Linked DNA regions of Manis pentadactyla: region 2 is linked to region 1. The links are chromatin contacts, called in public Hi-C maps. All regions are on one chromosome and are shown on one strand. The core of a region is the stretch at or near the end of the contact, and the rest is flanking DNA. Distances in the headings are between cores, read along the strand shown. Region 1 holds the start of PCF11 (PCF11 cleavage and polyadenylation factor subunit). Region 2 holds the start of DDIAS (DNA damage induced apoptosis suppressor).

Region 1 (6,654 bases), core at 2,778-5,277:
ACTGTAGTTACTATTGAAAAAGTAACATCATTTCTTGCTTAAACACAACAGGAGACAACACTGATTTTAAAGAAATGTAATTTTTACCAAACCTGGCATTGCCAGAATGACCATTTCGATACAAAAATCTGGCTGCTCCCCTATAAAAATCCTTAGGTAGACTCCCATTTCTTATCCTATAAACCTCCTAAGAGGTCACACATGATTGATTGGCTCTTACCTCATAAATTCTCCTACACACATAGTTTGATCTGTTCTGAAATGCTTGCAGATCTCAAGTTCCTTCTTTGAATAGGTCTCTTCAAATAGGTGGATATACAGTGAAAATAATGAAATCTCACTTACATAGGCCCTAAAATTTTATATATGTAATAGTGCGTTCTTTTTTTCCAAGAAGGTCTTCCAAATTTTATGTGCTTTGGGCCCACAAAACCTAGATCTGCCTCTGGCTTTTGCCTGCAATGCCTTTTTCTCAATCTAGCTACTCCAATTTACTGCTTTGAAACCTGCCCACTGTCAACAATTCAGGAAAGGCTTCCCTGACCATGCCAGTCTGATTTAGATACTTCTTTCATGCTCCCGGTCTGCACTGCTATCTTGTCATACTGTATAGTCTGACTCTTGTCACACTGTATGGTGATTGTTGGTATAACTGCTTATCTCACCCAGCAGACTATGGGCTCTTTGAGAGCAACTTTTTACCAAGAAAATTATCTATAATATTTGGGAAGTTTCCTACTAGTATTCATTTGCTACATGTTCTTTTGCTTTTTTTCCTCCTTCACTGGAAGGAATTGTCAAATAGTAGTGATAAGTAGATGGGAGCAAAACTTACATTGAGAAATTGTATCCATTAAATCATGTTTTTCTGCAAGTAAGTGAAAAGATTGCTAAGACTAGGATTTCTGGAAAAATAAAATTCCTAAGCCCAAAAACTGTGAACTGGTTTTTGGAACAAATTTGTGAGCTCACCATTTGAATTGTCAGTCACCTTCCCTCCCTGATAATCTCTTATCTCTAAATTCTGTAACGTTAGGTCCGCTTCTGTCCAGGTTCTCTCAGCTAATCCTGCATTTGTCTGTTTGAGCCGGTGGAGTACACAGTGCACAAGCAAGTGAAATTGAAATCAGAAGATCCGGATCAATCAACAGACATTCATTGAGTATCTCCTACATGCTAGTTTTAGAATGGCTTTATTCTTGTGAAAGCTATCTTTCTAAGCCATAAACTTTAAAAAGAAATGCTTTGGATTATATAGCTTTAGGACTGCTCATGAAAGGATGCCCATGTCTTGAGTTTAAAAAACAACGAATAAATTATATACAGTGACCTTATTTTTGTAAAGATCAGAAATAAAAATCTGCTGCACATTGTGTTTGCATGAGTGTTCACTGAAAGAGGCATGAAGGGATACACATTAAACTGTGAATAATGGTTACCTTGTGGCCAGGTCAGAAAGAGGGACATTTCATTTATTTATGTGCTTGTAGTTGAATACTTTATATAAGCATACATTAATTTTATAATTATAAGTAAATAATTATGTTTAAATGGGTAAAGTGTTCATGTTTTTAGCAAAACATGTGTATTTTATATAATGTGTAAATATTTCATATGTACATATACATATGCATATATATTAGTGTAAATATTCCTGCATATTATTTACACACACTGGATTCACATGTTAAAGAGGAAATTCCACCTGCTGGCAGTGCTAGTTCACTATCTGTCTTTAAAGGGATTGGTTCTTCATTCTTTTCTCTGGATTGGTTTTTAATTCTTTTCCCTTACTTCCCTTTTACTTTCTATGTTTAGTATATTCATTTCAGTCTTTCTGATGACATCAAAAATTTACATCAGAAGGGTACTGAATTGCCTAGAACAGTGGTTGTGTTAGGAGGAATTAACTTCTCTTGTAAATACTATGAACCAAGGGAGGAGGACAGTTATTTTCCTCAAAAGAATGGAAAGACTTCATATTCTGTGGAAACACAATAATCAGTGGGTTTGATTTTTGAAAATAGTTCTGGAATACCCTGTTTCCTCGTCCAATGTCATACTTCTTCATATTACTCCAGGAAGGCCAGGTAAAGGGCCTATCACTTTTACCACTGCACCTAGCATAGACATGCACAGATAACTGGGGCTTACTGTTGGTACAGAGTGCATTAGTTGCATATTCTGATGAAAGAACTGGCACTGAAACTCTTATGGGAGAAGTTTCATGCATTCAGTTGTATATTTAAAAATACTGATTATCTAGTATGTGGTCTGTCCTGAGGATATAAAGAAAAAATATTCTTGTAGGGTATCGAATAAGATTGCTTTCCTACATCCTTTGTGGGTACCCAGATTTGTTGATTTATATGCCAAGCATACATTGTTTCCTGTGTGGCCTGGAAGGGATACAATAGAAAGCAAATCAGAGCTTTGAAAACGTTTTATTTTTACAAATTTTCACTTGGCTATTAAAAGGATATATAAAACAATAGTGAAAGGCAGATATTTTCTACAACTCTAAGTTTAGTAACTAAATTCACTTCTAAAATTACAAGGAAAAAAAGAGTACTATTTTACCTGAAATATTTCCCTCCAGAAAATAGGAACTTTGAAAGTTCCTTATTTATTAGATCTAAATATACCCTAACACTGGTAAGAAATTACTGAGATCAATAAATATCTATTCAACAATATTCATTAGCTTCAAACGAGAAAAGACAAGCTCTCCTCCCCAGGCTTTACTTCTCATTCGTATGCGGTATCACGTTAACAAGAAATGAAAAATACCTGTGTCAATACAATCTTGTACACTTTAAGTACATGCAGTTTATTATATATCAACTATAGGTCAATAAGCCTGGTTAAAAATAAACCAAACCAAGTGAAAATGTTACTTTACATGCAACAAAAGAATTAACTTCGTTCATTTCTTTAGAGAGATATCTCTGGAGAACAACTAAGTCTCTAATAGCTTGAGGACAATGGTGAAGCAAATTATAAGTAATACCTAATTCCTTCAAGTTATTACATATTTTTAAAAATACGCTTTTGGTTTATTGTGTTATGCTGCAGCTCCATGGCAGAACTATTTGAATGCTTTGTTTCGAGAGCATCATTTGCAAAATCCAAGTAGTATTTTAGAAGCTTGGGGAACGATCCTTACAAGTAAGAAATACATTTTTTTTTCTGCGTACTCTAGATCGCGCGTTCTAGGGTTGTTTGGAAGGGCAGAAGATTGAGAGGGGCATCAGGCTCGGGACTGGGTGTGGCTGTTGTAGGAAAGCCTTCGTGAAGACTGAGTGGGCTCCCCAAAGAGCTTCAAATCCCTAGGGAAAAGCCTTTCACACACAACCTCTAAATAAAGGCATTTTCCTGGGGATTCAACTCAGAAGGACGGCCTCGGTGTTTTTCTTTGTGGACGTGAGAAGCAGCGCGCTGGAGTCCACTCTCCGGAGACTTCGAGGTTCCGGGTATATTCGACCCCTCCCTCCCGGCCTTAGTTCCGGGTGGGACAAATCTGTCCGGGCAGCTGGACCCGCCCGGACTCTCGGGAGCACCTGAGCCGCGAGCGGCGCTGGGTGGTGGGACAGGCCGACACTCCCCTCATCCCCCACCCCCGGCCTCCGGCGCCCGGGCAGGCGGGAGGGAGGATGACTGACGGAGCCATTAAGAGTCTAGGGCATTGCAGAGGGAGGGACGAAGACGGGTTGGCCGCACTTCCCCCTTAAACTGGTGGGGTTGGCCTCGCGAACAGATTCCCCAGCCCTATTCGCCTCCTTGAATGGGTTGTTATGGTAACAGATGACCGAACAGTCCCTTACGAATCGGCCAATGAGAGAAGCCGTCTTTTCCACCGCACCTCTAGCAGTTAGGTGTTGCGAAAGCCCGGGGTAGGGTCTCGAGAAGAAGGAGGGGCCAATACGTCCTGCGGAAGGACCCGAGGCGGCGTTTGAGACGTTTCAGGAAGAGCCAATCACGCCTGGCTTTATCAACGGCCCCGCCCCTTTACCGCACATTTCCCCTCCCCTTGCTCATTTCGCACGACGCAGCGGTTGAGAACACAGACATTTTCGGAGCTGGAGCCGCCACTCTTGCCGCCATTTTGTGTCTGTGGAGAAAGAAACCTCTGGTGGCTGGAAGTGCGCGGAGATCCCCCGTGAGACGGCGGCGTCTCATAGCCGAGGTTCCCCCTGTGTCGTCCCCCAACCCCCCTCCGCGGTCAGCATGTGGTGAAGCCGGAGCCGCGAGATCCTGGGAGAGGAAGAGGAGTCGGAAGGGAGGCGGGGTATCGAGAGCGGCTTCAGCTTCAGCTGCGGCGGACCTCGGAGGGGGGCCGCGGCGCAATGTCAGAGCAGACGCCGGCCGAGGCCGGTACTGCGGGGGCCCGGGACGACGCCTGTCGGGATTATCAGTCATCTCTTGAAGACCTGACCTTCAATAGCAAACCGCACATCAATATGCTGACCATTCTAGCCGAGGAGAACCTGCCCTTCGCCAAGGAGATCGTCTCTCTCATCGAGGCCCAAACCGCCAAGGTTTTTATACACCCCGCAGCCTCCTATTCTTCTAATACTCCCTGATTTTAGTGTCAGCCTCATCCCAGGTCTCGCTTCCGTCCAAAGGGGGACAGTGTTCCTTCTCTCCAACCCTCCCCGTCCAACTCAGGCTCGGTCTTTGGCCCAGGCTTCGAGCGTGGGCCTCTCGCGGGGAGGGAGTGGGGAGGAGAAAGGGTGGAGCCCCACTTCCGCTTACCGACTCCCTATTTAGGCCACCGCTTTGTACGTCCCGTCTCACGCTTTGAACAGATCCCTTTGGGGAGGGGGAGACCCAAAGGCAGTTTGTGGTGTGGGGAAGAGTTAAAGCCGTTTGAACCCCCTGGGTAGGTGGGGAGTGGGTCTTCTCCCAGTTCCCCCCCCAGTACCCCTTTGGATATTGGTGCTCTGCGGGTTGGAAGGAGGTGAAGGGGGACCTGGGAGCGAGCTGTTGGTGGGTGGGAATAGGGAATCGGCCCCGAGTGGAGCAGCCGCCTGTTAGGAGCCCAACATGGCGCCTGAAAAGCACATGATGCGAAAGGGAAGAGAGGAGAATCCATTCCCTGCCAGCCAGGCAGCTGCTCACACCCGTCAGCCCCATTTTGGGGTGGGGGCGGCTAGATACAATTTTAATTTTGTTATCGGAGGGTCTAATTTACCCTCAAAGACGGGAAATTGGGGTTGAGGGTGGGGTTTGGGTGTGGGGGGAGGAAATCTTAACCAACCTGTAGGTGGAGAACTGGCCCACTGGGTAACAAGTACTTACAGTTTTTTTTGAAAAGTTCAGTCCCTCCTCCTCTTCCTTCTCTCTTTTTTCCTCCCTTCCCTGATAGTGAAGACCTGCTTTTCTTCACCCCTTGACAGAAGTGGTCCTCTGCCACCCTATATTTCCCTGTAGTCCTCCTCTTCTGTGGATTCATGTGGGAGCGATATGTCATTTTTAAGTAAAGTTTACTGTTAAACTTTAGTTATAATGAGTTTTAATAGCTTCCCAGTACCACATTTTAAGTTATTTTTCAAGCTTGTACTTACGGTTTAGTTTTTTTCTAGTTGTTAGTGATTGAAATTAATCAGGATGAGCCTCCTTTTAGCAGAGTGAACCCCTTTTAAAAGGCCACTTTAAGAACAACCACCAATATATATTGTTTAGAGGCGGTTTCTGTCTAGTGTAAAACTGAGTGGTCTGACTCTAATAAATGGTTTTGAAATGTGTGACTGGTATTATAAAATTTGTGAATAAAACATATAAAATATGTATTTGTCTTTTTTATTTACCTTTGTAAGGTGTAGAATCTGTTTCCGAGACTTATTTTTAACTACGTGGTTGTGTGTTTTAAACAAAGTCTTTAAGTGACTTGGGTTCATTCTTGTTTAGGTTCCATCCACTATTTTGGGTAAATCTGTTCACAAGATACACGGTTTCAGGTGGTCCTTTTCATACTTTAATTTAAAGAGGACAAAAAAATAAGGCCTTTTTTTTTTTTGTAAAGGACCAACAAGTTTGTCATGCTCAGTCTGACAGCTAAACTACAAGTCTTCATTTTCGTTTTCCTGTGAATGTCTGTTTGAAACAGCTATTGTTCTATTTTTGAAGTATGAGATTTTAAAAGGAAGCGTTCCTCTTACCTACTCAACATTCTTTTTATTGATACCACAACATGTTGCACGTGAAAAAACTAAGTTTTGCCTGTTAAAGGCTTAATATTGCCTTTTTAAAAAATAAAACTGCACTTGAGTTTTTCTAAAAATGACATTTATTCTTAATCTAATTCCCTGTTTTGGGGGAATTACTAATACTCCACAGTGCCTAATACTTTAGCAGCTCAGGTTGTCACTCAACAGTTTCCTTGCTGTTTTTAATGGATCCAGAAGACCTTCGAGAAGTGAAAACTAAATGCTGAATATAGTGACCACATTAAAACTTGTGTTTGTGTGTGGACTACACAGAGTCGTAAAAATAGATGAACTATTTGCTGATAAAAGACGGATGAAGTTTTTTGGGCACACCTTCCTGGTTATTTTTGTAAAGCCAGATGGAGGAAAAGATGTAAAAGTCACTTTGGGGAAATACCTTAATCAGGGTTGGGTTGAGGGTGAGGGGAGGGATTTTCTTTCATTT
Region 2 (6,828 bases), core at 1,538-4,037, 160 kb before region 1:
CAAACACGAATTCACCATAGTGCAAGTCAGGCAGTAGGGAGAGAGAGAGAGAAAATAAAGTAGGTAACAAGTACCATAGGGAATAACTAACAGTAACAGCCTGAAAGAACCTAATTGCATTTTTGTCCACCAAACAATGATGGAAAGTCTTTTTGCCGTTTGCTGGGATTTACAGATAAACACAAATAATTAAATTAGTTTAATGACCTTCATTTCAGTTCCCAAATTCGCCATTGTTATAGTTTTCTACATAACTTACTTGTTCCACTAGAGGGCAATAAACCCCTAAATAAAGACAATTTAACCAACCTTTCTTTAAAAATATGACAATTAGTGCTTGCACAATTTAGAAATTAATCCCCAAATATTCTTCCTCATTTAAGTTTTTGGGGTTTTTTTTTTTTAGTTTAAGTTCGCTTATTGGTGAGTTGTGTGCTCAATTAGACAGTAAACACTTTACAGCAGGAAGTGTCTTCTTTTTCATTGTGTCCCCCACACTTAGCACAGTGTCCTAGTCCTGTTTCATGTTTAATCCATTTCCTAAAATTTGATAATTTTGTAAAGAATGATTTGATAAACATCCATATAGTTTTGGTACAATATAAAAATCTATTTTAGAGCCCTAAAGAAGACAGTTTCTGCTTGTAATATGACCAAATTGAAGAAAAAAATTAGAATGAGGATAAATGTAAATAATGATTAAAATAAGTTCTAATTAAGATACTATATATGAAACTACTCTGCACTTTATATGCAAGTATAAGATTATTTTGCTATGTGGTAGAATTGCTTTATGTTTAATAGTATATAGCAAAACTGGCTTAGGAAAAGGAAAGTGAGAAATCAGGAAAAATTAATAGCTGAAGTTCAGATTGACAGTTTTGAGCTTGGCACTGGGGATATAAAGAGATGGTCCCTTTACAATCTTACCCTGGCTCCAGAAAAAAAACATTGAACAGATCAATTCACTGTAATATGATAAGTGATAAAAAGTAGGGAAAACCTGGAAAAGAAAGCTTCCTGGAGAAGACCCCTGAAAAGAATCTTAAAAAAAAATAAACATTAGCCAAGAGAGTGAAAGAACATTTTAGATGGAAGGAAGAGTGGGAAAAAAAACCCCAAAGGCACAGAAATGTGAAACATACTATGGCAGGCAGTGTTTGGGAGTACGGAGGAGAACAAAGAACACAGCTCAGATTACTTTTTTGTGCGCCATTTAGCATAAATTACTAGTACATAAAGAACAAGGAAAAGAATCATGGAAACACATGAGGGAGAATAAAATCAAATACAAAATAAACTAGACAAAACAAATAGTAGGACTAACAAAGTACAGTAGTATAAGATTTAGAAAAAGAAGAAAAGCCATCCTATAGAGAAAGGTCTTTTTAAGGGGGCATTAAATGAAAAATGAAAATCCTATTGTGTGGCATATACCTACTCTTAAAAATTTTTTTCTTAAATTGCAAGATTCTGCTTATGGTTTTTCATGTGTTCAATGAATATTTATTGAAAACTTACTTCTCCTGAGCACTGAATAATACAGCACAAGATAGATTAGGTTCCTGTCTTCATGAAACTTTCAGATTAGTGGGGGTAGAAGAAATAAGTAAATGTATATATTACGTGATATATGATGCATTTTCATGGTTTCATATATAGTGAACATGGTTAGTACCATGAAGGAATAAGATGGGTAATATAGAAACTATGAGGAAATGGGTGTCTACTTGAAATTAAAGTGGGGCCTTCTTGGGGGGTAACATTAAAGACTGAAGGATGAGAATGAGCCAGGTATTTGAAGAACTAAGGTATTCTAGACAAAGAGAAAGGTAAGCACAAAAGCCCAAGAAGAGATACCATTTAGGGTATTTGAGAAGCATGGCTTGAAGTACAGTGACTAAGGGGGAGAGTGGTACAAGGGAAGGTCAGGAAGGTGGGGTAGATGACCTAGGGCCTCAAAGGCTACTGTAGGGAACTGAGGCTTCATAAGCAGAATTTTAAGCAAGTAACATTTTCTCTGAAGGGAGCTTAGCCCAGATATATGTCCCCTAGTGCAGAGGTAGATGTACCACCATATTACACCCTCCCCCAAATTGGACTTTTTAGAGGATGTGTAGAGGGAAGATGCCTTTGCTGGCACACATTCATCACTTTTTGGGTTATTAGGGAACCTGAGGTTAGTAGCACTAATAATGTGTTCAGTGATCTTTCTTTCTGCCTTCCCTTTGTATCCTATACCACCTAATCTTCCTTGTCCTTAGAGATTGCCATGTAGCCTAAGATGATAACCAAATCTAGGAATACATATGTGCTTTTGGTAGAACCTTACTAATCATGTATACCTAAGGGTCCCATAACAAGGATAACAACAGAGAATTAGGCAGGATTAATTTTTTTACTTTCTCTATCTTCCCTTTAGTAACATAGAAATCAGTAATTCCATTTATCTTTCATTTTTACAAGTTTCTATCTTACTACTCTAGGTAGCAAGATTTTATTTTCACAGAAATACTGTTTTGATTAATAAGATCTCCCTTCTGTAGTTACCACACTTCTAAATTTTGACCATCCTTAGGAAAAGCCATACCTAAAAGATTGTTGAACATGTACACAGACTTTCATTTCAGAATATTTATATTATGCTATAAATAAGATCTATTTTTAAAATTTTGATAAACCAACAATTGAACTTTTAAAAAGAAAGTATGAAAGCAATACATTGGTATTATTGCTTTACTTCTCTGATGTTTTTCACATAAGGATCTGAAGCACTTTGAACTCTGACCTTGTAACATTTTGATTTTTCTGTTTGCAGAACCTGAGTTTTTTTTTTCTCTTCAAGCTGTATAAAAATGTGCACACTGAAATCCAATGAAGTGATTTTCTCAGCTAAAAAGAGCCATTACCCACCAATTTAAGTTCTTTAAAAGATTCATGTAAGTTCATTCCTATTGATGGTAGAAACAAATTCTATTGATAAAGATGTGAAACAAGCTAAATGTCTTTCTTGAAGATGGAGCATTATTCAAAAACAGAATATTTATTTGAGCTACTGTGTTTTAAATCTTATTTTCCTATTAAAACATTTAATTGAGCAGAAAAAGAGAACTAGTTTTCCAGTACATTAACACTGCAAAAAACATCTGTTGACTTTGTAATGGAGGTTAAATGGTTTTCCTAAGAAATGAATTATGTACCTACAATTAAAGACTGGCCAGTCATCCCCATGGCTTTTTGTTTTGCAGGCCACAGTGAGAACACATGAATGGAAGAAGAAAATTTCTTCTTGCCTCAGTTCTTGCTCTCCAGAATTCAAGTTTTATATATCCTTCATGTCAAAAGTGCTTCTCTCGGGTAATTCTCATCTCCAAAAGGTAAAAGTAAAGCCTGTAAGCATGAGAGGAAATTCAAGTGTCTGCTGTAGATTCCCCATGGCTAGAGGACGAGTAAGGATTAAGTTCGCCACACCAGGACATAAGGCTCTTTCGGGTTGGTTATTCTGTAAGTCCTGGAGTAGAATTGGCTAGTAGTCCTCTGTTGCTAGAGGGAAGTAAGTCCCTATCCTGTTAGAAAACCACAATCCATTTCTGGGCTAGCCCTGGTATAGTATAGGGGTTTTTTGTTGATTGTTTGCTTATTTTTGCCTGATCCCTAGCTTATTTTTTAAATAAATAAAACTTCTTGAGAACAAGGACTTCATAGTACTCTCTGTAGCCTCCAGAGGCTTGGATAGTGTTTGCACATACTACTATGTTATGATACTGAGATGCAGGCCAGGTATAGCTGAAAGCCTACGATTCTTCTCTGATCTTGATAGAGTACAAAAGAGGGATTAGGGTTGGTGTTCTTTAAGAATACTTTCTCTCTGCCAGAGGAGAGGGAGGATAAGGATATATGTAACTACCTCATGGTGTATGAGGAAGAGTAATTATGCCAGCAATATTCTTAACTAGTCTTTTTTGTCTAGTTAGCATTGAATGGAGAGGAATTGGCACCTGAGCCCACATCTAGACCCTAAGTCATCCTTCCAGTAGTTATCATTGTTCCTTATTAAGCCATTCTCCCAAGTAACTCATTTGTGAACTCTGAGAGACTCTGTTTTTGCTATTCATCATTAAATGTACAGCCTAGGATCCAGTTCACAGAAAACGCAACAGATGTTTGTTAAATGAATGAGTAAATGACAGTATGATAGTGTCTCGAGTCTGAACTTTGATCACCCATTTTCAGGTTCCTTTCTATATGAAAAAACTAAAACTCGGGCTATTTACCTTTGATCAGGATCCATTCTTAGAAGAATTGTGTGATATAATGGAGCTATTTCAAGCTTCAGAGATCCTAGCCGGGTTGCAGATAGGCTCTGACACTTGATAGTTGTATGATCTATGGCAAGATACTTCTGTGAATCTACTCACTTTAAAGTGGGATAATAATACCCACAAAGTTACAGATAATGACCATACATGACATATATTAGGATTTCTAAAATGGAAATACAAATCTATTTATATAAAATACAAATCTAAGTATACTTTACCTATCGCAGTATAACATGGTGATTAAAAAGCATAATTGTCTAGAGACAAACTGCCTCCCTTTTTGGAAGCCAGGTTCCCAACATTGCCACTTAAAGCTGTGTGGCCTTGGGTAAGTCACTTAAATTATCTGGGCCTCAAAATGCAGAGAGTACTATCTGCCTCTAGGGTTGTTGTAAGGATCTAATGAGTTAATATATATGAAATGCTTAGAACACTGTGTGATACATAATCAGTAATATATAGATGTGAAATATTTTTAAAACTAGGTTTTTTCCCAAGTCTTTTCTTTTAAAGACAATCTGCCACAAAATTAGGTTGAACAGTACTGCCAAGTATCTCTTTAGACTGGTAATAACAATAGGTAACATTAATGAATATTTACCATGCACTGGGTACTATGCTAGGAGCTTTGTAAGACTTATGTCTTTTAATACATAGTCCTATGAGGGAATGCTATTGTTAATACCAGTCTTCAAAAGAAAAAAAGCTTAGAAAGTTTAAGTAACTTGCCAAAAATCACACAACCAGCTAGTTAGTGGCAGAAACATAGTCAAGCCTAAACAGTGTAGCTGCCATCTACATTCATAATCACTATATCACCTCCAAATTAGCACTGGAATTTGTATCCAGAATGATATCTCCCCCTCTCTTTCCCAAAGCTTAAGATGCCTCAAGAAACCAGAGCTCTGACTGAGCCATTTAGGTACTAAAACCCACAGCACTTGGTCCTTGCCTGTGGAAACAGTCCTTGGAAATACAACCTATTTTATATGTATAGTACATTGTCAACACACAAGAAAATCTATTCCCATAATTTCCAGTGCTTATCTTTTCTGCAGTTATTTCTTCTTTCCTTTTTCCTTACATGGAGTCAGTTGTAAGCCAATGCAAGGAAACAAATTCCTCACTTTTATTTCCTACTGCTGCAGCACAGCAAGTTTAGGATGGGGATTCCATACTCTAGCCTTTGCAGAAGATTTTAAAGACACTGAAGATAAAAAATGACTGCTCCGTAAAGACTGAACCCCAAATCCTTAGCAACAACCACCAAAATAGGTGCTTTGTGTTTTATACAGCTAACTTTTTCATTTGTTTAACCTCCGAGATTAATGCAGTGGTGGTTTTCAAATTATATTCTACAGATCCTTAGCGCTCCATTGAGGTGCTTTTAGAGGGAGAAAGGACTTAGAGAAGTAATAGTGCTGACTAGTAGGTAGGGCTTGGGGGTCCCCCAATTTAGTTTCAACAAGAGCTCCATTCTCATCCTTACATAGGGTTCCAAGTTAGATTTTATTTGAAAAGGGATTCCATGATATAAAGATATAGACAAAAATATTTTTTAGAATGTATAAAATGGCCCTTCATCTGAGATTATCATATTCATATATATAAATGCATACATATGTCCTTCTATATGGGAACATGGTAACCTTCTCAGATGAAAAACCAAACTATATATATGACCATATATATGATTTTGTGTATGTATATGTACTTCCAAAAATTATGAACAATTGAGGGGACTTAATTATCCAGGTGAACTACCCACCCAACCCAAACAGATATAAGTTGCCTTTCTAGATGACTTAATGGGACCCCTAGGCCCTTTAGTCTAGAAATCTGTCTCTAACACCAACTTTTCCCATCTTAACATGGGAATCATAATTCAGAGACTACCTAAACTCCCCCCAAACACCCAAAAAGTCTGTATCATTTACTTTAACAAGTAAAATTGAATTTCACACACATCAGTCATAGTTTTCTCCTGTAGGGAGGAGAATAGTATGTGAAGACTTGGAGATACATTCTTTTTATTTTTTAAGTGTTTTTCATTACATTGTACACATTCAACTTAATCTGGGACTGTAAACTTAGGAGGGACATGTAATGTCACAACAGATTGAGCAAAGAAGGAGGTATGTGGATCCAGCTGTCTTTATTAAGCCAGACACTAAAGAGATTTGCAAATGTAAAACAATGCCACTCTGCTCTCAGTAACTTTTTAAATTTTGGAACACATATTATTTTCATAAATTAAGTTTTTTTTTAACCATGCAATGAGTCTGTTGTTTTAATGAATTAATATTTTTTAGATTTCTCAATTACTCACTTTCATTTAATTTCTCATATTCAGTTAAAATTTAGTTGTATATTAACCACATAGACAAAAGCTCTTTGGTGTTCTCGAAAGTTTTTAAGAGTATAAAGCATCCTGAGACCAAAAAAATTTGAAGACTACAATTCCGTAACAAGTGACATTTTGGAAAACAGGGGTGCCTCTAGAAGT

What was found. Hi-C and Micro-C count contacts between places; a contact is called where the count stands out from the background.
Region 2: a contact with region 1 is called in a Hi-C map of skin fibroblasts, with 2.9 times the contacts expected there. The contact joins the promoter of DDIAS here to the promoter of PCF11 in region 1. A contact is called at or near these places in 2 of 3 Hi-C or Micro-C datasets (fibroblasts and skin fibroblasts).

What each region holds. Positions count from the first base shown.
Region 1 is chr9:32,185,166-32,191,819 of mManPen7.hap1, reverse strand. It overlaps PCF11 (PCF11 cleavage and polyadenylation factor subunit), which reads left to right and starts at 4,027. Exons shown (of 16, transcript XM_036895379.2): 1 at 4,027-4,538. The coding sequence starts at 4,347.
Region 2 is chr9:32,346,262-32,353,089 of mManPen7.hap1, reverse strand. DDIAS (DNA damage induced apoptosis suppressor) reads left to right here and starts at 2,787. Exons shown (of 5, transcript XM_036895503.2): 1 at 2,787-2,939; 2 at 3,249-3,377. The coding sequence starts at 3,265.